4 separate regions of the Sus scrofa genome follow, and regions 1, 2 and 3 are each linked to region 4. A link is a contact called in public promoter capture Hi-C and targeted proximity ligation data. All regions are on one chromosome and are shown on one strand. The core of a region is the stretch at or near the end of the contact, and the rest is flanking DNA. Distances in the headings are between cores, read along the strand shown.

Region 1 (5,961 bases), core at 3,280-5,779, 90 kb before region 4:
ATGCAAGTCTTTTTTAAAGTTGGATGAGAAGTTTCAAGATAAAGAAATCAGGCTGTGGGGGGCGTCCATGGTCAGAACATGGACAGCATCCACACCATTCCAAGGAATATGCACTATGGCCAAAGGACAAGGCCAAAGGACAAATCCAAAGGGTAACAGAGTGCAAAGCCTGGATGTACACCTTAGAAATTCACACTGACAAAAGTGTGGAGGTGAAACGCAAAGAGGGCAAAAATGCATGCAGAAGGCTAGGAGAGATCTGAGGCCCTGAGGTCACCCAGAGAAATAAGGGCCCTGAAATGGGGCTCTGGAGGCGAGAAGGAGGAGAAGAGGAGAGACAAGTCTTGTTGGAATCAACCGGGTTTAGTCACCAACGAGAAGTGGGAGGTTAGAGAGAAGGCTGCAATGGTTTCCTGCTTGTGTACTGGCTGGAGCCAATTATGGAAGAAAAAGATGAGTTCGGTTTGGGACATGTCAAAATGTAAGATGTAGATTTTGGTTTGAGAATCTTCAGTACTGCTAAAGCTATAGGAGCGGACAGTCTTCATAAAAATGGGCCTTACTTCACCAGGCAGGTTTCCTGCTTGGATACATGGATGCTAATTCTAGCAACCATGGAGCTGGTTTCACAGAAGATATTGTTGAAGGCATCTATATGTTGGAATAGTTCTTACCTTCAAAGTGCTCTCTCTTTTAGAAGTAGATAATGATACATAATGTTTTTTTAAATGTTATGCCCTATTCTAAGTCTTTATTTATCTCAGCAATCCTAAAACAACAACAACAACGAAACAATGAAGTAGGTCTCAGTATAACTTCTGTTTTACAGATGAGGAAACTGAGGGACAAAGAAACTACACATCTTCTCCGAGATCCTACAGTTAGGAATTGGCACAACATGTCTTTGAACCCAGGCAGGCTGGTCCTAGAGACCAAACTTTTAGAAATTCTGCCCCCCATACTGCATACAAAGGGGATCATTAAATATCATGATTACATAGGTATACAAAACTTTGCTGTTAATATCCCGACAGTAAATTCTCCAGAGTTACCTCTTCAACTATGACCAATACACATGTTTATTCCAAAATCTATTTCTCAAGATCTCTAGTTCTGCATTGTCAAGTTCCTCCTGCGCTGTATTTTTAATCCATTCATTCTCTTATGCATTCATTTTATACATATTTATTGAGAACTGTGGTGTGCCGGTGTTGTGCCAGAACCTAAACCTTAGCCTGTGAAACATCAAAGTCTTCCTGTCTTTTCACACCCAGTCCTGCTGGCATACTCATGCTTTGTTGCCTCTTGCCTCCAATCTTTTTCTGTCTCATCTACTTTGCCTACTGCTTCTGGATTAATAATTCTGCTTTTTTCTTTTTTTCTTTTTAGGCCTATGGACGTTCCCAGGCTAGGGGTTGAATCAGAGCTACAGCTGCCAATCTATGCCATAGCCACGGCAACGTAGGATCCAAGCCATGTCTGTGCCCTAAATCACAGCTCATGGCAATGCTGAGCCATGACGGGAACTCCTGGATTAAGAATTCTGGCTATACTACTTAATTTATTCATTCATTTAACACATCCACGCCAGGCACTACAGGAGGCACTAGAGATTAGATATTAGAGCAGAGTCCTGTTCTCCTGAAGCTCACATTCTGAAAGTGCAGACAGGTGGTAAAAATAAATAAATGAAAACTTATCAGGTGATCTTAAGTGACAATACATTAAAGCAGGGAGGACAAGAGGCCCAAAGGAAGTGAGGGGTGACCCACACAGAGATCTAGGATAGAAGAATTCCACACAGTGGAGCCCACCAGTGCAATGATGCTAAGCTAGGCAGGCTGCGTAGAAGGATAATGCAATGGTATGTATAAGAAAGAGCTATGGAAGCCTGACCAAGAAGGTATAGGAGGGGCCTTAAAAATTCAAACTCTTCATTCAGTACTCTTCCCAGTGGGGCACTGAGATATTACAATTTATAAGAAATACACATTTGGTCATTCGGATGGCCAAAATATATTTCTCATATATATTTGGTCTTCGTCCACAGTTCCTGGCTCACAGCTCCCAAAACGCTTGGAATTTTCTAAGTGTTGAGAGTGACAAAGACGTCTTTTGCTCTGTGAATGAGGTGACTTTCAGAAAGTGCCTAAGGGTAGAGGTTAGTTGCCAATGGAGCCAACCTTGATTAGAGGTTTAGAACTTTCAGTCCCATCCCCTGACCTCCAGGGAAGTGGAGAGGGGCTGGAAGTTGAATCTGTCACCAGTGCCCAATGAGTCCATTCATCAAGCTTATGTAATGAAGCCTCCATAAAATCCCAAAAGGATGGTGTCTGGGAAGCTTGCAGGATGATGAACTCATGAGGGTGCTGGGAGGATGGTGCATCTTTAGAAGCCATAGAAGCCTTTCCCCAGGTCTTGCTCTATGTATCTCTTTTCCTCTGGCTGTCCCTGAATTATATCCTTTCATAATAAACCTGCAATCTAGTAAGTACACTGTTTCCAGGAGTTCTGTGAACTACTGCAACAAGTTCTCCAACCCAAGAAGGGGGGTGTGGGACCCTCTGATATACAGCCAGTCTGTCAGAAGTAGAGGTAGCATGAGCTTGCAACTGGCATCTGAAGTGTGTAGGGGTCAGGTGGGGTGGGACAGGGACTGGTCTTGCAAGACTGAGCCCTTAACCGGTGGAATCCGGCACTGCCTCCGGGCACACAGTCAGGATTGAGTTGAACCGTAGGACACTCAGTTGGTGTCCCAAGAACTGCTTGTTGGTGTCAGGACTCCATTTAGGCATCAACTTACATTGCTCAGAATTCTTATTCATGCACCTATGTTACAGGCAAGTTGACCTGCTCAGTGTGCCTTCAACGCGCTTGCGATTTTCTGCTTATTAAACCACATACTGTTTTCAAGGCCTAGAATAATCATTAAGTTTGGAATAACACAGCTTTGGAGTCAGACTGATTAGGGTTCAAACATCAATTCTGCCCAGTGCCTTAAGTGGACTAGGTTTCTTACTCTCTAATAAACCTCAGTTTCTTCATCTGTAAAAGAGGCATAATAGTACCAATCTCTTAAGACTGCAAGGAGGCTGCAAGGTAAAAATTCCTGTAATGCATTTAGAAGACTACCTAGCGTATCATAACTGCTCAACAAATGACTCACTGGTAGCAATTAACATCATAATACTGGTATACGAGGAAAAAAAGCATACTTTTTTTTAATATCAAAAAAAAAATCTGTTTCCTCTCCAGAGCCACTGCTTGTTATGCTATGTGATTAGCTTTCTCTTTTCTCTCTTGTGAAATAGAGATAATAATAGTATCTAACTCACAGAATTATTGTGAGGATCCGATATGTTTTCTAAAGCACGTTGTGAACTAAAAGTATTAGACCAATATGTAATTATAATAATAATAACTGTCTACTGGATGAAGAAGGGATTCCAATGACACAATCCCCAAAGCATCTTTACAAATTTAAAAGCGCGCTTTCTCATCCAGCACAGAAAATATTTATTAAGCAACTTAGAACACACAGGTAAACGCCATGCTAAGCAAATGAAAGACATTGAGAAGCTGTCAACTAAAGGATATACTATTGCAGAGCTGATCATCAGTGGTAGCTAGTCTAGCTACTGCTTTCATCTTACTGTTTGTGCAGCGGTTTTGTCTCCAAGGCCTTTTGGAAAAAATACAGCTTTGAATTCGTTCACGTCTGCTTTATGCTCATCAAAGTTGACGGTGAACTGCTGAAGGTACCTCCCATAGCACTGTAAAAGGGCCAACTTATATTCCTGAAATAAGAAGAGGACTGGTAAGTTTCAAAATACCATTTGAAGCTTAACATTGTGAAAATTAGGGCGCAGTCATAATATTCCTAATATTAATAGTGTCCATGTTGCTTATTACTGTTATTTTATTACTACCAGCAGCAGCAGCATTGCCACACACTCTGTAACAGACTGCAATGCACGTGCACTATTTCATCTAATCCTCCTCCCAAGCCTATTGTGAGATGAGACCATCCTGACCTCAGAGAGGGGGAAGAGGCACCAGGGCACCGAGGGGGGGGGTCATACCTGGCTAAACTCAAAATCCAAAAGATTCGACTTCACTAGATCATGGTAACCCACCTACCCAGTGAGGGAGGAAAATGAGCTCTATAACCGGCCTTGCTTCTGATGCTGCCTAAGCTCCAAAAAAGAAAGAAAGTGTGGGGAAGGGTCGGGAGGGAGGGAGGAAGACAGAAAAGGAAAGAGAAAGAAAAAGGGGAAGGGAAGGAAGGAAAGAAAGAAGGAAGAAAAGAACAATGCAGGTGATGAGCTGGCTTCCTCCATCTGTCCAGTCTCTGACATCACAGCAGGACAAATCAAAAAAGTCTGAGCTCTCGTTAGTTATGATTCGTGTTAGTTCTAATTCATGCTTCTGTTCCCATTACAAAGTCAGACGCCGCTTTTCTGAAGCCCGCGGGGCACCGTCGACCTGGAGAGGTTCAGGGCGGTGGATTGTGAGCTGGGCTCTGCATATGACTCAGCTGCCACCCTTCCTGGCTTCCTCCCCTGCAACTGTGTTTCCAGGAAAAGCAACTGCCCTGGATGTGAACTGCCTATTGGGTTACCTCGCCCCTTAGGAGGCATCACAGGCAAACGCTGTTTTGTTTCTATTTCTGTGGACGTGTTACTTGCTCACTAATTAATTCTGAATCTTTTCCATTCTAACTTGATTCATATAATAAATTCAAATCTCCGTGCAAAACAAGAATAGTCCAACAAGATGTTCCTTACTGTGACTAAAATAAAAATAAAGAGATTCTAGAAACCAAAGTAACCACTCAAGTTTGTTTCCAGGATTATAAATACCTTTATCTGCCCACTTTCCCATCAGTGAAAAGTAGGTTTACTTTTTTCTTTGTTCTTTTACGTAAAAGTTTAAATATCCTATCTGAAATATTCTGAATCCTTAGTCACTATCTGTCACCACCTTCTCCATCAATTTCTAACATGCTTCTTCTTTCCACTTCCATCCACCTGGATTCTCCCAAACCCCAAACTGTGCTGTGTACCACCAACTTCTTATGTTAAGGAGAAGCATTAAAATATAGAGGGGAAAAAAAGTTCCCATCAGGACTCAGGAACCAACTAGGAACCATGAGGTTGCAGCCTCGATCCCTGGCCTTGCTCACTGGGTTAAGGATCCGGCGTTGCCCTGAGCTGTGATGTAGGTTGCAGACGCGGCTCGGATCCCGCGTTGCTGTGGCTGTGCTGTAGGCCGGCGGCTACAGCTCCAATTCGACCCCTAGCTTGGGAACCTCCATATGCCGTCGGAGCAGCCCAAGAAATGGCAAAAAAGACAAAAAAAAAAAAATATATATATATATATATTTATATTTATACACACACATATAGAGGAGGCACTCAATTCTCGTCAAAACTGTTACTTCACATGAATCTAGCTTACAAGTTGGACCTCATCTGAATTTTTTTCCTGGAATTTTCCAAACTCTGTATTTTCAAGTTTCTAAGAACCATGGTCCAATTACACGGAACTAAGGTAATTCTCCAATTTTTGCAGCAGAAAATAGATGGTACTGCTTCATTAACAAAGTTCCTCCACCTCTTAGCCTCTATGTGGTAAATTTCCCTCCCAGACCCAAAGTATTCAGGTCCATAAAACAGAAATGCAGGAGAAAAAGGAAGCTGGGAAACTAGATTGGGAAAAGACTTGAAACCATGCCCTACAGACTTAACGGAACCTGTTAACAAAGAGATCTGCATGAGTTTGATTTACAGAACAACAGATAAGAGAAGTCTTGTTAAAAAATAACCTTCGGCTTGTAAACTACCTTCACTACTTAAGCTCACTTGGGTTTTTGGTTTTTTGTTTTTCCTCTCTTTACTTGCATACCTTCCCAGCTTCACGCAGCCTCGCTGTTCTGCAGGAACTCGCAGTCGGCTCTGG
Region 2 (6,361 bases), core at 331-2,830, 86 kb after region 4:
TATGCTTTAATGTGTCTTAAATTTTTGTTTAAAGCACACAAACACTAAGCATAGAAGAACTACATTACATAATGAAATATGCCAGTCCCATAACTGTTCTGCTTCAGTATTTTCTACCTTTTTATTTATTTATTTTTGTTTTTCTTTTGGCCACAGCCACAGCATGTGGAAGTTCCCAGGCCGGAGAGCAAAGCTGTGCTGTAGTTGCTGCCTGCACCTCAGCTGTGGCAATGCCAGCTCCTTAACTCGCTACGCCACAAGGGAACTTCCTCTGTTAGGCATTTTAAATAGGTTATTATCCTCTGAATCTATATACTCAGAACTTCTGTTTACTAGCTGTAGTATTTCTTAGAATAAAATGTTTTTGTAAAACGACTTCATTTAAAAAGTCTTAAAAAGTGCTTTTGACATTTCCTTTCATATTTATAGCACTGATTGTTTTAGGTATCTATAGAATTACATTTACAGGTATAATCAGCTTAAAAAGAAAACAAGCCTATTATATCAAAATCTAAATAGTGCCAAATGAAACCCAAAAGTAAAATCAAGTAAAAACCTTTGATGTAGTTGTGTTCTTACAGTAGGTTTCTTTGATCTGGTATACTCCAAATTTACCCAAGATTTCTTTATCCAAACTTAGTCAACAGTTTGTGAGAAACTGTTCTGGAAATAGGTTATCCCAGCTGTGTGTTTGAGGCATTTCCAACTCTCTAGATAGTAACTTTAAACTTACATGCTTTTAAAAATAGTTTGTTATAAAGGAGAGCCAGTTTCTTTTACTGGACGTTCCAAAACATGGGTGACACATTGCTAAGAATTTTAGAACAGGGCTTTAAGTCTCCTACCATATATATGCTGTGAGAATTGTTTTCATCATATTTTACATTTTATTTTGCAAGGTGTTTTGAATCTCACTTGTATTTATTTCTGTTTGTGGCTTTTATGTTGTTTTTTTTCTGCCTTCACGTTAGCAACAATTTGCAAAGAAAATTGTCCTTAATTATTATAATTTGGCAAAGATTTGAGAAATTTGTATGTTTTAAGCCAGGTCTAGATAGCTAGCTTAAGTGTTTTATTCTCTGTTTAAATAGCACTTACTTTTTATGTTTGGGGAAAAAAATATAACAGGAATATTTGGAAATAGTAATTTTAGAATTTTCAAAATACGTAAATATGCAGAGTGTAGAAACTCTGCTAACTGATTAGAAATTCTTCAGGCCCATTGTTCACCTGCTCTCTTGGCTATTCTCAGAGTTCTAATGCTATTTTTTACCTTTAAGTAAACCAAAGCAACACTCTTGAATCTGGACTGAGGCTCTTTGTTGTTACCACAAAGAATCAAAGACCTTCTTGTTTCACATTCCTTTTTCCACCAAAATCCATAACAGAAAGTCTACCATGAGCCTTATAGGACTTGCTTTTTTCAAAAAGTCATTCAGAGCTCTACCATGGTAATTTCCTTTTCTGAATCATAGCAGATTTTGAAGGCTGAGTAGGAGGTGCTGAAAGTCAAGTACCCAGGAGGTGGGTGATAGAAGCTGGTTTAGGTTATTTTAGGTTATTTTTATAGCACATAATTTGCCAGAGCTATGCAGCACCATTCTTTTTGACACCTCAGAATGTTCATAAAACCACCAGTTCCAACGCTTTATTTTAGACACTGTCCCAGATAGCAGGGTTTTTTTTTGTTTTTTTTTTTTTTGGCGAGGGAGAGGGAAGTGGGGAGTACAAGATGATTGTTTGTTTTGCCAGAATTTCATAATTAAACTGTAAACCTTAGGCCTATAAGATTTTGAGGATATGTTTATTTGAAATCATTTTCTGTAACAAATTAACTACTGCTACTACTAAGACAGTTTCATTTCACTTTGTTTTCAGTATTTATTTTTCTAAGACTAAAAAAAAATTATAGATGCTTCAAATAGAATAATAATAAATTGTAAAATTCAGAAAACAACATGTGAAAAAAGGATGGGTATCCTTTTTTTTTCTTCTTTTACTATTCTAGGCCAGTTGCTTTTCTGTTTGCCATAAATTATACCAAAGTATATCTTATTATCTGTAAGACTAATTTCTATTTTTGTTTCTATAGCTGTTTCTATACCAGATTCTACGTGGTTTGGCATATTGCCACAGAAGAAAGGTCTTGCATCGAGACTTAAAACCGCAGAACCTCCTCATTAATGAAAAAGGAGAATTAAAGCTAGCAGATTTTGGTATGGAATGTATGAGATATTTATAAATAGATCCAGGTGGTTAAGTTTAAAAGAACAACTGTTGACACTGTAAGATTGCTTTTATGTGGGCTTGAAGTTTTCTCACTAGCTCATGGAATAAGACGTTTGAAAACTTGGGCGGGTGAGTTACATAAGTGAATGCTAAAAGTCACCAGTTCTCAAGTGTGGCATAGACCCCTAAGAGTCCTGAGACCCTTTCAGGGGATCTCCAAAAGTATAATGTAATATCAAATTATACTAAATGTTTACTTGTCTTTTTCATTGCGTTAATATTTGCATTGATTTTCCAAAAGTAAGAAGGGGCAGAGCTACTGGTGCCTTTCGTATAAATCGAAGCATTTGCACCAAACTGTACTTATTAGTAGTCATTGTATTCTTCACTACAATACACTTATAGGAAGAAAACACTTCAGAAAGTATCTGATGAAGCAGTAAAATTTATTAAATTTTATTAAATCTCCATCTTTGAATATATCTTTTTAATATTTTGTATGATGAAATGGAAAATATACAGAAAACACATTTGCTGCACCCCGAATACTATAGTTTTTTCAAGGAAGAGTGCTTGTGTAGTTATATTAGCGCAAGCTGAACTAGCCCTTTTTTAAAAAGAAGTATCATTTTTACTTGGAAAAAAAAATGATCAGTATACAGACTGTGGTTACTGAGAATTAGGTATTTGGCAGACCTTTTCTTGAATGAAGTGAGCCTGTCATATCAAAGAAAACAACTGTGAAAGTACTTTCTTGATAATAGTAAAATCTGTGTTTTCAAGCAAAAATTAGATTTTGGAAATTTGGATCTGCTATTTTGAGTTTGATAGCTTCCCTGATACTTGAAGATTTCTCTGATGAGATCAGTGATGATATTAATTTTTGATATGCTAAAAAAATGTGTAAAGAATTGTAATATCTGAATAATTCAGAGAACCAATATTTTCCAAATGACCAGTACATGATATTAAAGAATCATGCAGAGGTAAAATATCCACTTAAAGTACAAGATAGACTAGTGTAATGTAACAAGAATATGAGAAGTTGATACAGTTTCATTTACCACATAATCTTTAAAAAGCTAAATATTTCCTAATTCTGATGTAGCAAAAGAGATGTGCACAATAATCAGAAAAGGCTGTTAAAACATCTTCTTTCCAACTTCAAATCTATGTGAAATCTTTATTCTCCATGTACATAAACTCCAATCAAAGCAGCACATAACAGACTGAATGCAAAAGCAAATATGAGAATCCAGCTGCCTTCTATTAAATTAGACTACAGAAATGGTAAAGCAAGGCCATTTGTACTAATTTTTGTTTTGAAAAAATATATTTCTTAAAAATATTCATGTTAATGTAAGTGATGATTTTAATGGATAGGTTTTAGATTTTTCTCTGTTTTTCTAATATGCAAATATCAATAAATATAGTCTATATAAATAAAAACTCTTTGGGTTCTTAATAATTTTTAAGCGTCTAAAAGGGGTCTTGAGACCAAAGAGTTTAAATGCCATTACCAAAAGAGATTCCTTTAATATTCCTGTCACTATGACTCATTTTTATTTATATGCCTAATTTAATTATAGCTATCTACCTGTATCTCTTTAGTGGATTTTATTTTAAGGGACTAGAAAGGTAAAATAAAATTACATGTTTTCTTGCCTCTTGGGAGTAAATTATTTTATATTAAGGAAATTTGTATAGTAGCTTTTTTTTTTAAATATTCACATTCTGAGAGTTTGAATACTCTAAGAGAAATTTGTTTTTAAAAACTGCAGTTTTCATGGCTAGTATTTATCACTTTTCAAAAGTGATTATAGTAGTTTTACTTTTGGAATATTTCATTAAATTTGATAAATATTAGTGTTTCAGCTATTTAACAGATTAAAAATTCAGTGTTATTAAGTGGTGAATTTGTTTTGGAAATTCCTATAATTTTATTCATTTAATACTTTTTTACTTGTTTGAAAGGTAGGTTGCTATTAGGAATTGAATAGGTCACATGAGTTTAAGAAATTATGTTATTTGCTTATGCTTACATAGGGTCTCTGTGACATAGTTTTTTTGGGTTTTTTTTTGGGTTTTTTTTTTTTGTCTCTTTTAGGGCTGCACCCGCAGCATATGGAGGTTCCCAGGCTAGGGGTCAAATTAGAGCTGTAGCTGCTGGCCTACACCACAGCCACAGCAACACCAGATCCAAGCCGAATCTGCCACTTATACCATAGCTCACAGCAATGCTGGATCCTTAACCCACTGAGTGAGGCCAGGGATCAAACCTGCATCCTCATGGATACCAGTCAGATTCATTTCCGCTGAGCCACAACAGGAACTCTCTAAGATGTAGTTTATATTATTATTTTCCTAGTAATAGTTGCACTCTCTCTCCCCCCACCCCCTTTCCTCTTTTCTTCTCCCTCTCTTTTTCTCTCTCCTTTTTTTGGGGGGTGGAGAGGGGCGGAGCAGGCTGCATTTACTGCTCCTTACTCCTTAATCTCAATGTGAATGGCAGCAATAGAGAAACCTAGCTTGGCTGTCAGAAATGCAAAACAAAAACAAAAACAAAAACAAAAAAAGGCAGAGGCCATCAAAAATTTACTTTTGGTGGGGGAATATTATGAGTGCTTTAAATTTTGCTTCCAACCTCTACAAAGCAAGACAGACAAATTTCATCTCCCCATAGATCAACAGGAAAATCTAATTATTACATGAAATAGTTCAATGAGCTTTGCTTTTATTGCTTTTAGTTATTTATTTATTTTTATTGATTGCATAATAAGTATACTTTGGACACAAGTAAGGGAGAGTTATATAACTGAGTATTTTGCAATAAATTATTCTTGATTTGTGAAAATTCTACTACTTTTCCTGTGATCAGTGAAATTCAGATCTAGGAAGTGTTAGTATAAATTTTAGACTTTGTCATTAACGATAGAACCAGGAACCTGTTTGAACATGCAGCCTAGTTTAGAATTCTCTAAGGAGGTAAGGTGCTAAGGAGACTAAATCTACACTTGCTTTGATGTTATATGTATAGGTTATAGGATTAATAAACTTGCGCGCTTGTCCTTTCCCCCATAAAACCCAGTATTAATAACAGGAAATCAGAAAGCTGACCCCTTTTGCCCATTACCAAAATTTGTTGAATTTATTTTACTGACGTGGGATGTTAACGTGATAACCAGTACACTACCCTGCAGAAACACCCTAGAGTAAAACTTGTCATTAAATAAATAAAAATGTCAGCTTTGTTTCAGTTACACCCTTTAGCCCTAATACTAATTGAAAATAGTATGAGTACTGCCTAATTATTTAAATTTCTGCTTTCATTTGGGTGACTTTATCCAGCTTAACAATGTATTGAATCATAAGTTTTTATGACATTTTTAATATTTTAATCAGATATGATAGAATTATACACAACAGGAATCATAGCTTAAAAATGAATTATTCCTTGCTGTTTGAAATAAACTATATGTTGATATGAATTTATATTTCTTTAGATATCTTTTTTTTTTTTTAATTGCTTTTTAGGGCCATACCTGAGGCATATGGAGGTCGAATCTGAGCTATGGCTGCCGGCCTACACCACAGTCACAGCAATGCCAGATCTGAGCTGCATCTGCCACTTACACTACAGCTCATGGCAACACCTTATCCTTAACCCACTGAGCGAGGCCAGGGATCGAACTTGCATCCTCATGGCTACTACTCAGATGCATTTCCACTGAGCCACAATGGGAACTCCCAGACATCTTTTAAATTTACTTCTTTAGGTGATCAGAATTGGAGACATAGAAATGGTTTCTCTTATGCCAGTGGCTCAAGAGCTAAAGTTGTGAGCTCTTGCCTTTATTCCTAATCAGTGAATTTCATATTAAATTGACGAAGGAATGGTATGTGTTTTATGTCATTTACAGCAATTAATAATACTCAAAGGCAATAAGCTTCGTCTTATTTTAAAATTAGCCATATAACTTAGAAAGTACAGAACAGCAATGTAATTTATTCCAAGGAAACTTTTCTCTAAATAGAGTTGTGAAAGGGAATTGTCAGAACTTTAATAGGATCATGGACCAATAACTTCATGGTTTTGTTTTTTTTTTAATAATAATTGATATAGCCAGTGAAA
Region 3 (6,560 bases), core at 124-2,623, 110 kb after region 4:
AAGTTCATTTCCAAATGCTCACCTGGAACAGCGTGTTTGGCCCCTGCAGCCGGGCAGGACTCAGTGGAGCAACTGGACTAAGGCTGCTCCAGAAATGTATGCTGGACAGCAGTGGACTCGGGGTCAGAAGCAATCCATTTGGTGTCTGGGAAAGAAAGCACACACATGGTTTTTGATACAGGCGTCACCTGACTCCAGCTGTGGCCAGGGGCATTAGCCATGAACCAAGAAACAAGCCTCTCCATTTGGGGAAAATCTGACATATTATTTCTACAGGGCTGTATGCAGTTGAATTTCTTTTTTTATAAAGGAAGAAAGTATGGAAAATTAACTTCCTTAAGCACGGTAGAAAACTCAAGTCTGTAGCAACTTTTGTCCAGATACTTTCTTGAATTTGCTCCTCCTCACACATTAAACAAGATTTAGTGGAGTAGCAAATGGGATCCCACGAAAGGGCTTCCTTTTTTTTTTTTTGCCTGTGTTTTCTTAGTTTTCTACAGTGGACTGCCATTATTTGGGCTATACACAGAGACACACATTTTTTAAAGGGCCTCTCAAGCTTCATTTTCTCTATCAATAACAGCCCTTTAATACATTAGGAACTGCAGCTAAAATACCCTGTAGCAGTTTCATCAAAAGCTCTGAACTGGGTTTTCCAGATTCCACTCCAGATATGCGCCTGATGAGAATTCATCTCCCTGGCAATGGTTTGGAGAGGGGAAAAAAAATCCTTTGTCAGACTGGGTGTAAAGCCGAAACTCTGGGTCTCCCAGGAGAGAGCCAAGGATTGTATTTGCTGGCACACACACAGCAGGAGTCCTGGCCTGCACCCCAGCTAGCCAGCTAGTGTGTAGAAGAAACAACCCACCCCAGCTGCGAAGTCTGCTTTTATTCTCGGCAGAGGCAAACGCCCTCATCCAGGGTGATTTTGCACCTTTGGTGACTAGAGGGCGCCCCTCAGTGGTTTTGTGGTGGTAGTGAGGTGCTCCATGTAAGAAGCAGCACAGCAAGGACTCCAGCTTTTCAGATTGCATCATGCTAGATGCTGAAGTTAGCATCTTTTCCTAGAATTGGCCTTCGCAGCTTCATTAATTACCCAGGACATTCGGCTTAAACTAAGTGGAAAGGTCTCTATTCAGCAGAAAGGAGATAAACTCCCAAAGATTCTTAAACTGAAGCTGCTGAAAAGTAAACTAATTTATGCCAAATTACGTGAATCTTTGGTTCCACGGCACTTCCTGCATACTTAATGACCTATGAGGTTACAAGGATACATACGTATTTTGGATGAATTTCCCATTTGTTCTCATCCAAGGCAGTGTCACAAGCACGCCAGGCCATCTGGCTTACCGGTTAAGGCTTCAGTGGTTTTACGTGGGCTCTGCCAGGGTGCCAGTCTCAGAACCGCTACTTACTAGCGAGGTACAACTGATATGCCTCAGATTCCTCATCTGCAAAATGGGGGGAAATGCCCCCATTCTTTACATGACGGGTTTGTCAGGAAGGGTCAACGACGTGTGCAAAGCTCTGAACGTGCGTCTAGCACACGGCAACTGCCTCGCAAGTGTTCAAGACCGTCCTCGTTAGCAATGAATTGAAAGTGTACCTGACTGAGTGTATTGCACCTGCGTGTGGAAAAGCCCCTCATGTCCCAAAACAGACACGCCTGCCTAGTCAGCCAGTATTTTAAGGTTCCTCTCAGTCACGTCAGGTTCAAGGACACAGCTCAGGCGATCTGAGAGGATGAACTCTGAGGCCAGGTTCCAACCTCGGTATGTCTGCCGCGTTAACACGTACGAACCAGCGCATCACGACCTGGTTTATCTGCCCAGGAAGGTCTTGTGGCTCCAGTGCGCCCGTGAATCCTTTAAACTCCAAAACATCACTTTTTCTCATCCACAGCCACAAACAGGCAGCCTTTCTGCTTTAATCCTCTGAGCAACATATGAGGTGTGGAATATCGTTTCAGAGTCTAAAATACACACCCATGTCTGGATTTGAGATGCTTGCACATTTATTTCTAAGGGATACAGTGGCCTTCTGTTTCTCATGTTTAGTATGTTTGAAACGTCTTCTATAATATACGCAAATAAATGCTGTGAAATGATTTCCTTCATTCCTTTCCCCCATCCCTGTTCTGCCTGAAGATCCCGTGGCTGTCGAGAAAAAACTGGTTGGCTGCTCTTTTAAGGGAAGTTCCTATAAAGGTTGGCCTGGGTTATCTCTGGTTTCTTGTGAGCTTTCAGAGCCTCAGACGAGCCACTTGAGTCACGGAAGGAAGGCTAAGCCCAAGGCCAGAGGTTAAAGAGGCCACCAGCAAACCAAATGCTCCCTCTTCTTTCACTCAAGAATGTCTTCGCAAATGGGCTCCTCTGAGGGGCAGATAAGGACTTCCTGATCCTGCCACCTGCCAGGGAAGGAGACGCCCTAGGGCCCAAGGACAATTCATTTTCAAGGGAAAAGACCCCATCAGGACCTCAATTTTGTCCGCCCCACGTTCTTCTGTCACTCAATTACTGAGGCTTCTAGAGAGCCCAACATTTGCACTAAACCTGGTGAGCGAACATACAGACATGCCCTTGCTGGATGCCCTCTGACCATCAAAATTCCACCTCCTCAAAGGAGACTTTGCTGCTTTCCCCTCAGCCCAATGGTACAAACTCGCCACCTTTCCAAATCCAGTGTTTCTTAGGACTCATCTATTTCTATCAACAGTACCACCATTTATCTATCCACCCAACAGATACTGAGTACATAACACGTGTTAGGTGCCAGAGACACAATGATAAAACAAGACACTACCCCTGCCCTCACAGCCGGAGTACAACCCAGCGTCCCAGTCACTGAGATGCAAATGCCTTCTCCCCTTGCCCCCTTCCCACAATCTCTGGGTGTGGCCCGGGGATCCTTCCTTGAAATGACTCTATCCCCTCATTTCCAGTCTTGCAGGTGGCATGTGACAGCTGCCACCTACCACAGTCCAGCTGCCTCTGACCTCTCCCTTGCAACCTGTTCTGAGCACTGCCACTGAATCAATCACCTTAAGACATTATGCTTCTCAGTTTCAGGAAAGGAAAAAAAAAGTATGACCTCCTCAACCAAAATTCTAGGTTCCCCCATAGCCTAGTTTCACGTGAACCCTCCTACTTCGCTTGAAATGTCCTGAGCAGCACACAATTCCAACCTCCTCGTTCTTTAGCAGCTCTTCTAGAACTTCCCAGGTGAGCCAGGGCTAGACCACTCCACAAGTGGTCTCATGTGTTTCCATGCTTTTGAAGCACCCCTTATGTGTTGATGACTCCCTGACTTTATCCCCAGCCCCGAACTCTTGCCTCAGCTCCCACTGCAACAGAATGTCCTTCAGGCGCCTCACACTCCACACAGCCCAGACTGGACTTGCAGCCTTTCTCCACCTCCGTCAGTTTACCTCCTCCCGTGCCGCTCACACTCCCCGTCTGACTCTTCCCCTAAAGCCTCCGTACCCTTGGCCAAGTCCTGTTGATGGAGGTCCCTGTGACCGATTCACCCCCTTTGGCCCCATGCCGCTGTCACAGCCTTAGAGCCTGTCTTTCACCTGGCATTTGTACCATCTCATTCTAACTAGTTCCAGCCTCAGCCCTCCCCAGCCCACGTCATTTCCGCAACACACTTCTCCCTGTGTCACTGAGGCTCCATCTCCCACCCATCCTTTACCTTTGGAATTTATCTTCCCCTCTTATCAAACTACTGCACTGCCCTCATGCCCAAAGCAGTTTCCCATCTTTACCCCCTGGCTCAAGCGCTCCTCTGCCCACAGTGCCCTCTTCGCCCCATGTGCCAAATAATTGCTGCGGATCCTTTAACACCTTGCCCCGTGTGATCGCCCTTCCTTGAAGCCTCTTCCCATCCTTCCCATTCCCCCAAAAGTCAGTTCCTTCTTCCTTAGTATTCCTTTTATACTTAAGGATTCCTTTTCTGCTGTGTCCGGGATACTCTATCAGTCAACTTAAGTTAGGAGCTCCCTCCCTGATGAATGCGGATTAATTCATGTTTGCATCCCCAGCTCCAAGCAAAGCAGTTGGCTTGACAGGTGCTCAATCTGTGTTTGCTGAATTGAACGAAATGCCTTTTCCCCCTTTTGCTCCTAAAGTACTTCTCTGCACTGTGTATTTGACACTAGCCATGTGCGATCTTGTGTGTGTATGTGTGTGTGCGCATGTGCATGCGTGCCTTGTCACAGCTAGGTCTGAAGGTCATAAAAATAGGCACTTGTGCTTTTGGTGTCCTTCCTATGATTTGCAAATAATGCTCAATAATCACTTGTTGATAAATTCTAATAGCAAGTTTTGTTCCCCTTGACTCACACCCCCAGCAGCTATTAATTTCCCATCAAAACAAGTCTGAATTCCTCAATGAGTTCCCAGGGTCCTCTATAATTTCGCCCTAAATAATACATTGCCCTTATTTTTTTTTTTTACCGACTAGACAGCAAGCGTGTTAGCTCATGAGAGCAGGAACTGTGTCTTTCTTGCTCATCTCTATCCTCAGGTGCCCAGCCAATAGTTGGGCAGGTTGTTGTTAATCTTCCATAGATGCCAAGAGAATCCATGGCAAGGCCCTTTGTGGTTTAGAAAAAAAAAAAAAAAAGTCCTCAAAGGGTGACAGTGAACCTCTGGAAATGCCTAGAGGTGTTTGAATTCCAATAAAAACATGGTTTTAAGAACTTTAAAAAAGACGTGGAGTCACACAGAAGTGTGTATGGCACTGGATGTGCAGGGAATTCCACACTGGGCCAGGGTAGCTATGGTACATGGTGGGCAAAAAACAGCAGAAGGGCAGAGCTGGAGTGGAGCCAGCAGATCCGTGAAGGAGCTACGGAAAAGAGAGAGGGCAGCCCAGAGCTGGGAGAAGGAAGAACCAGCTGGAGGGTCAAGTCACACAAAAGTCTCCGGGGGCTCTCCTTCCCCTGTAGCGCCGGTGTGACGAGAGTCGCACGCTGAGCTGTGGAAGTGTTACAAAGCGGGATGAAGGGAAAAACCAGACTTTCCTTTTGTGGGTGTGCCAAAGGGGACAAGAAGACGAGAAACAACCCCAGAGCTGAGAAGGGATGCAGTCTACCCGGACGGCTCCTCAACACATGCACCCAGTTTTACTGGCATTTTAATTTCAATTCCCACCTTATGATTTGGGCTCAAGGTTGTTAACATCCATCCGTAAAACCTGCACGAAATTTAGCATCTCAGTCCTCAGCAAGCTGTCTCTACTCAGTGTTCATCCACAGCTGCTGCCAAGAAAACAGCCCCGGGGCATATGCATGCTCAGACTCTGATGATGAGGTCATGCCCTGGTGCCCACTCCTATCTGAGTTCAGCATCTTAGACATCACATGTGAGATGAGCAGAGGCCTTGGCATAAATGAAGGGACATGCACCAAGCCAATCTCTTATGCTGGTAAGAGAGGAGGAGGGAGAGACCCAACAGAAGAGGCAGATGGAAGAGAGACATGATGCCAAGGTGCAGAAGATACGGGGAATCACATGTTCAGCTGGCACCATTTAGGCTTCCGTGGTGCCTGTCTGGGAACCAGAGGGTTTCACATCCTGGTCCTGCCCCCACCCTCCACCCACATCACCAAACCCATCTCAATTTCTGTAGCTCAGGCCACCAAAGAAAGCATTCCTGTCTCTCTAGCAACAGTCCAATATGACCTCAGCAGCTGAGCTCCAACTACGTTGGTACCTAGCTTTTTCTTTTTTTTTTCTTGTCTTTTTGCTATTTCTTTGGGCCGCTCCCGTGGCATGTCGAGGTTCCCAGGCTAGGGTCGAATCGGAGCTGTAGCCACCGGCCTACACCAGAGCCGCAGCAACTCGGGATCCAAGCCACGTCTGCAACCTACACCACAGCTCACGGCAACGCCAGATCGTTAACCCACTGAGCAAGGGCAGGGACCGAACCTGCAACCTCGTGGTTCCTAGTCGGATTCGTTAACTACTGCGCCACGACAGGAACTCCGTTTTTTTTTAAGGGCCACAGCCTTGGCATATGGAAACTCCCAGGCTAGGGGTGGAATCAGAGCTGCAGCTGCCGGCCTACACCACAGCCACAGCCACTCTGGATCCTAGCGGTGTCTGCCACCTATACCACAGCTTAAGGCAACGCCAGATCCTTAACCCACTGAGCAAGGCCAGGAATCAAACCCGCATCCTTACAGAGACCATGTCAGGTTCTTAACCCACGGAGCCGCAATGGAAATTCCCAGCTGGCTTTTGCATTTGCACTTTTTCAGTTCCTCGCCTCCTTGCTGGGGGTGTCTCTGGGGGGGTCCCCACGTCTGTCCACATCCGTAATCTTGGCTTCTCAAAGACGCACAAGCATAAGCTCAATGGCATTTGGCACGGGTACGAGCAGATGCACCCCAGGTACGGATGGCAGCAGAGGTTTGGATGTGGCAGAATAGTGATGACTTTTCATGCCTGTCATGGTGTGGACTGAATTTTCAGGTCTGAAGTGGGGCCTACACAAGGCAAGCGGTTTAATAAGGTCCTCGGAGGGAATTGCAACCACACGACCCTAAGCGTGTC
Region 4 (6,176 bases), core at 1,890-4,389:
TACACACACATCCTTTTCTTATCTTCCATCATGGTCTTGCCCAAGAGACTGGGTATAGTTCCCCATCCTACCCAGGAGGACCTCATTGCCTATCCATTCTAAATGTCATAGTTTGCATCTACTAATTCCAGTCTCCCAGTTCTCCCCCTCCCCCTTGGCAACCACAAGTCTGTTCTCTATGTCTGAGTCTATTTCTGTTTTGCAGATGGGTTCATTTGTGCATATTTTAGATTCCACATATAAATGATGTCATATGGTATTTGTCTTTCTCTTCTTTCCTTACTTCATGTGAACTTTTCTTTTTCTTTCTTTTTTTTTAATTGTCTTTTCTCCTTTTAGGGCCATACCCTCGACATATGGAGGTTCCCAGGCTAGGGGTCTAATAGGAGCTGTAGCCGCCGGCCTACGCCACGGCCGAAGCAATGTGGGACCCAAGCCACGTCTGCGGCCTACACCACAGCTCACGGCAACGCCGGATCCTTAACCCACGAGCGAGGCCAGGGATTGAACCCAAAACCTCATGGTTACTGGTCGGGTTCCTTAACCACTGAGCCACAGCAGGAACTCCCATGTGACCTTTTCTTGACTGAATTGTAAACTGAGTGATGTAAAGAAAGAACCCATGGCTTTTAGCCTCTACTGATGATCAAGCCTTTCCTGACCTCAGCATCCAGCTCCTGTCCCTTCCCTCAATTTCTTTTCCATTACTGCTTCATTTTCTTCATTGTATTTCTCATGATTATGAGTGATGAATTCCTTAAATAAGTTACTTGTTTATTTCTTGTTGCTACCATCAGAAAACAGTTCCATACCTCTTCGGTCTTGTTCACTTCTGTATCTTCAGCGCCTAGAACAGTGCCTGGCACATTAGGAACGGCCAGTGAATTTTTTTTGATGGGAAAAAAATGGATACAATCTCATTTAAGTTCTAATTATTAAATCTTTATTACAGTAATAAAAGATGTAGGAAGAGGCAAAGGTGCTCTTTAGCAACTTTAGATGGGGCAATTAGAACAATCTTGATTTCCAGTGGAATAAGGAATCATTCCAATAATGACAGAAGGAGGAATTATTGATGGGAAACTCAGGATGCCATTTTTGTAAACTCACTTTTATCATGACTTTTAATATTACTAAGGGACCAAAAAAAAGACGTGATTTTTTTAAAAAAATAAGGCAGGTATGTGAAAAATACTTGGCATATAAGTACATCTTTTGTAAATATCAACTTTTCTGTCTTTCCAACTTTAGAAGATCTCTAAACGATGCTGTTTCTTGCCATGTTACAGAGTTCTTTGACTTGGATAAATCTAAAAAGCATCAACTAAAGTTTTTTTTTAAGTCCACTTATTCTAAAGGAAAGCTTGTTATATATTTGAATTCATTTATGATAAGCACGTGTTAAATATGTTCAGAGCATAAACGTTGATTTATGGACTCTAGTAATTTTAGAGGTATGGAGAAATCTGACTGAAATGTATGATTGTTGGATATTACAGTAGATACACTCAACTTGGTCCAGCAAAATAAAAGAAGTCGTCAGGCATTCTTTTTAGGGAGAAAGGATTCACCCAAGACTCCAGGAAGATAATTGTCAAAAGTCCTTAGGACATAATGTGATTGAAATTGCATTAAAAATGTATTAAGTCTATTTCTGGGTATTACAGTAGACAAATATTTATATCTCACTTCACCAGGCCTTTTATGTGGTTTTAATTTTTTTTCTTGTTTAGCTTGTCTACATCCGGTCTCCATTCTTTTTCAATCCTCTCATTATCTCCCTCTAGGGGTTTCTGTTTGTGTTTACTCTGCCTTTATCCTTCTTAGTGGGAAAAATGTGGGTCAGTATTACTTCAGTTTGTCTTCACTTTCACTCTGCTGTTCATTCCTGAACTAGCTGTTAGCCTCTGGGAAAGAAGAAAGTAAAGACACTTACAGAAACTGGGCCAACCTCTCCACCGCTCCCCTCCTCCAAGAAAACACAACCTAACCAACTCTGCAACAGTACTTCCTTTCTGTTCTCAGAGCACCTTCCATTGCCCTTCTCAAAGCTCGGATTTGTATAACTGTTTATGGAGTACCTTTCACCCCAGAGAGACGCTCCGTGCTTTGAGGACCTAGTATATTGCCGCGAATATAAGAAAAAGAAGTTGGTAATTTAAATGAATAAATGCCGCCTGTGTGAGGGACTGCTGCCCTGGTACCCACCCCCTCACCTAACCACAATAAAGGAGAAAAGTTGCAGCAATCAAGCTCAAGTGCAGGTCCTTTGACACCAGCTCTCTAGAGAACCAACAGAGAACCGTGGCCACGGTCTCTCAATTACATAATTACTTGGATAATGTCAGCAGCAGTTTTTGTTTTGTTGGGGGGTGGAAGATGAAGGGGGGGATTATTCAGATAATTTCTCCTCCAGTCGCGGTGGACAGGCAGTGCCTAACCTTCTCACCTACGTGGGGTCTCCCCACCCCTCCCACCCCCTCCAGCCGCCCCGAGGCCCGGGGCTCGGGGCTCCAGACCCAGGCCCCACCTCGGGGTGGGGGGTTTCCCGGGGATACCCCGCCCCGCCCTCGAGGCCCCGCCCCCTCCGCCGCCGTCGCCGCCGCCGCCGGCAGGGGTCGCGCTGCCCGCGGCAAGCGGCTCGGGCGGAGGTGGGGGAAGCTCCCGCGGCCGGTCGCCTTTCTCTGCCGCTGCTGGTTGGATCGTTTCAATAAAAGTCTTTTTTCTTGTTCGCTCGCTCTCCCCCCGGGGGACAGGCGGAGGCGTCAATCCGCAGCCGCCGAGTGAGAAAGCGACGCACACGCAGCGAGCGAGAGCGGCCGCCCGCCGTCTCCTCAGCTCCTCACGGTCCGGCCCCGGGGAAGAAGGAGCCCGCGTCCGGCCGGGCAGCCTCAGCCGGGCGTCGGCGCTTCCCAGGCCGCCTGGCTCCGGCTGCGCTCCTCCGCGGGGATTAGTGGGCGGCCCGCGCGGCCCGGCGGCTCGGGAGCCATGTTGTCCGGGGGGCTTGGCAACGCGTGAGGGACCCGCGGCCCCTCCTGGAGGCTCCGGACCCTCGGCTTGAGCTGGAAGGCGGCGGCTGCTGCGGAGGCCTGCGCCTCGGAGGCGCCTCGGGTCTGCCGGCCGCTGGGACCCGGACCTGCATCCGGTCGCCGCGGGTGTCGGCCGAGCTGCTTTCCGCCTGCACCCCGCCTCGCCTCGCCTGGTCTCAGGACGCGGCCCCCGCACTTGCTGGTGAGTTGGCGGCCGGCGGTGGCGCGGGGCTTTCCCCCCTGACCCGCCGACCTGGGGCTGAGAGGGGCCGGAGCGTGCCCGAGACCCGGGCCTGGGCCGGCGGCTGGTGGGGACGCGGGGGGCTCAGGCCCCGCGGGGAAGTTGAGAGAGGTGGGTGGGTCGCAGGGGGGTGGCTTGTGCCTGTCGCCCTCGCCCGGGCGTTTCCGGCAGTGGGGTGAGGTGTGGGTGTCTGACTCTCGGGCTCCTCTGCGGGAGGCGCCTCCGGCCGCCGCCGCCGCCTCCGCCTCCGGTGCTTGCTGGCGCTTCGGTCTCCGGGGGAGGCCGGTCTCCCCGCGAGGCCCTGGAAGGGAAGAGGCAGAAAGTCCCCCGCGGCATAAAGGTCCCCTCGGCGGGGGTGGAGCTGCGGGAACGGGAGGCTCAGCCCCGAGGGGCAGGAAGGGGCTCAGGTCCGCGGGAGGTGGGCGAGGCGGCGGCGGCGGCGGCGGCGGCCGCGTTTCCAGCTCCTTGGAGACGCCGGGGGTGTGCGCGGGTGGGGAGCGAGGGGAGGAGGAGCCCTCGCGTGGGGAGCGGGCCGAGACAAAGATCCGCGCAGCCTCCCGCTGGCGGGTCACACCCCTGAGCGCCGGTCAAGAGCAGAGGCGGAGGGGATGTCGGAAACCCCCAGAACCGACGGGGAGGGGCAGGTGGGGGGCTGCCAAGTATTGTCATCTCCGCCGCAGTTGCTTGTCTCAGGGTTTTTGTGCGGGATGATTTTGCTCCCCGACTCGGCTGGATAGCTCCACACTCTCTCCCGCGCATCACCCCCTCCCTGCCACATTGAGTCGCCAGTGGTTTTCCCCTCGTTCTCCCCCTACTTCTCACCCACTCCTTTTCGAGTAAGCAGTCTTTTGCCTTCAGCTTGGGGAACGTTTGCTAATGACAGGATGCCTGAGCTTGTTCTGACCCTGAACTGCCTTGAACTCCTCTCTCTTCCTCCCACCCTTTCCTTTCTGGGATCTTATAATGTCACATGGCCATTAACAATTAGCTTTTCTTCTGCGAAAATGGCAAAAGCGTTTAGCTCAAATGCATGGCGCTCCTCCTTTTTATTAATGTGTCCACCAAAGACACGTCGTTAGTCACGGATTATCACCTCTTATTAGCCAAATGATTTTTTTAGATACAGAAGTGGCAACTTTTGTTTTGAGTTTTGGCTCTTCCTAGGGTCAGCAGTGTGTGTATCCCTGGCAGCCGCTAGACCTGTCATTTATCAGGAAATGCTTGACTTAGATAATTCTTTCCTCAAACTTTGGTGATTATTTCTTGAGTTTTTGTTGAAGGATTTCTTTTAAAAGGCACTTGTGTAAGAAGGTCAAAGTAACAAATCTGAGTCACTGTATTTTAGACTTATTTTATCTTTGGACAGAAGAAAATGAATGGGATTTTAAGATTTTGATGCCTTGCAAGGAGAGCCTTCCTTGAAATTAGAAATAAAGTTCAACCCAATTTTAAGAAAAAAAATTTTGCTACCATTAATATTATTGGTTTGGTTTTGTTCTTTTATGAGATTAAGTAGTTGATTTATTTATTAAATGATGCTTTACTGATGAAGTCGTTTCCGTCTTTGTATTCCTAACTTCTGCATACTTCCAAAAACAATGGGCTGGAACAAAAGAAAAAACTGTGGCTATTTTTAAGGAATATTCTTTTTTATATGAAAGAGATTACTGGAATGTAAAACTGGTAACCTTTTATCTGGTAAACTATCTCCTAGGCCAGAAACCCTAATGGTTTGAATGCTAGGCTTCAAAGGAAATAGGTTAGTATTTGAATTTAAGCTGTTTTCAAATTACTCTGCAAATATAATTCATTGATTTTTTTAACAGTGTAAATAAAAACATTGAATGGAAAGAAATGTAAAACCTGTTTGATGTAGGGATGTTACCATTTATCAGTGGTATTTTGAGAATAGTCCTGTCTTGCTGCATGTTGCCATTTAAATGTTGACACTGTAAAAATTGTAAAAGGGATTTCAGTTTAGGGACTAGTCTCTGAATTGAGGGACTTCCTTCCCCCTCCCTCACCACTTAACAGCTATTTTTTTAACCTCTGCAAAATTAATAGGTTATGTCATTAATATTTTATATAACATTTATCAAAAGGCCATATTGAGGATACACCGATTTTTTTCTTATGTAAATTTTTTTTCTTAGGATTTTTTTTTCTTATGTCTAGTTAGATACTTGAAGTTTTATTCTCACCAGAAGGGAATCTACCAAAAAATTATCAGAGATTTCTGAGTGGTAGGATTTATGGATGAATAAAAATACATTTCTGTATTTCTCAAATTTTCACATTACTTTTACAATCAGTAAAAGAGTATATGAAGAATTAAAGTCTTGTTAATATCCTAATTTGCCTGTTACTGAAAGATGCTGTAAAATGTGTGATTTATTCTTATCCTTGGATTCAGGCCCCAAGAGTCACTTTTGGTGTTAGATATTTGAAATAGTGTAGTCTGCCAAATGTACTCTGATTACCTAAAGGAAAAAAGAGAGATACAGCAAACAAAGATGAAATTAAAATAGTTGATTTAATGTATAGTATCGATCCAATTAGTAGCTTTATACACCAGTAATCTTGCTCTAATAAGTGCAATTGGTTTTAGAAAAAAATGGAAAAATTTTATTTGCTTCGTAGCGCAGAATGGCCGTGTATATATTAAGTTTTCAGATACTAGTTTAGTCCTGTGATTATGGTGGAAAGAGATGGCATATAAAATAATTTGCTCTGTCAAAGCTTTTGTTTTTTCTCTTATTTTCAGCAATATTTTTCTATTTTTCCATTATTAATGAGATAGTACTAATTAAACTGCAAGTATTTTATTGCGAACAATGGAACTATAATGGCTGCTGAGGGAGATGTTCAGAAGTGAAGCTGATGATGTTCCTTAATAGTAAAAAATA

Evidence for each region. Promoter capture Hi-C pulls out the DNA fragments that hold promoters and counts their contacts.
Region 1: a targeted proximity ligation map of skeletal muscle shows a contact between it and region 4. A contact is called at or near these places in 4 of 47 Hi-C or Micro-C datasets (embryonic fibroblasts, epiblast stem cells, liver and 1 more) and 2 of 2 datasets of targeted methods (alveolar macrophages and skeletal muscle).
Region 2: a promoter capture Hi-C map of liver shows a contact between it and region 4, with 2.7 times the contacts expected there. A contact is called at or near these places in 1 of 5 promoter capture datasets (liver), 9 of 47 Hi-C or Micro-C datasets (brain, embryonic fibroblasts, fetal skeletal muscle and 6 more) and 2 of 2 datasets of targeted methods (alveolar macrophages and skeletal muscle).
Region 3: a targeted proximity ligation map of skeletal muscle shows a contact between it and region 4, with 3 times the contacts expected there. A contact is called at or near these places in 1 of 5 promoter capture datasets (liver), 9 of 47 Hi-C or Micro-C datasets (embryonic fibroblasts, heart right ventricle, liver and 2 more) and 2 of 2 datasets of targeted methods (alveolar macrophages and skeletal muscle).

Annotation. Positions count from the first base shown.
Region 1 is chr5:87,085,727-87,091,687 of Sscrofa11.1, forward strand. It overlaps CFAP54 (cilia- and flagella-associated protein 54), which reads right to left. Exons shown (of 68, transcript XM_021092730.1): 3 at 3,654-3,797. Among named protein-coding and RNA genes, the nearest start is that of CFAP54, 14 kb to the right of the region's middle.
Region 2 is chr5:87,264,686-87,271,046 of Sscrofa11.1, forward strand. CDK17 (cyclin-dependent kinase 17) reads left to right here. Exons shown (of 18, transcript XM_021092731.1): 11 at 2,093-2,216. Among named protein-coding and RNA genes, the nearest start is that of ELK3, 87 kb to the right of the region's middle.
Region 3 is chr5:87,293,063-87,299,622 of Sscrofa11.1, forward strand. It overlaps ELK3 (ETS domain-containing protein Elk-3), which reads right to left. Exons shown (of 5, transcript XM_021092733.1): 4 at 23-145. Among named protein-coding and RNA genes, the nearest start is that of ELK3, 59 kb to the right of the region's middle.
Region 4 is chr5:87,176,993-87,183,168 of Sscrofa11.1, forward strand. It overlaps CDK17 (cyclin-dependent kinase 17), which reads left to right and starts at 3,140. Exons shown (of 18, transcript XM_021092731.1): 1 at 3,140-3,231.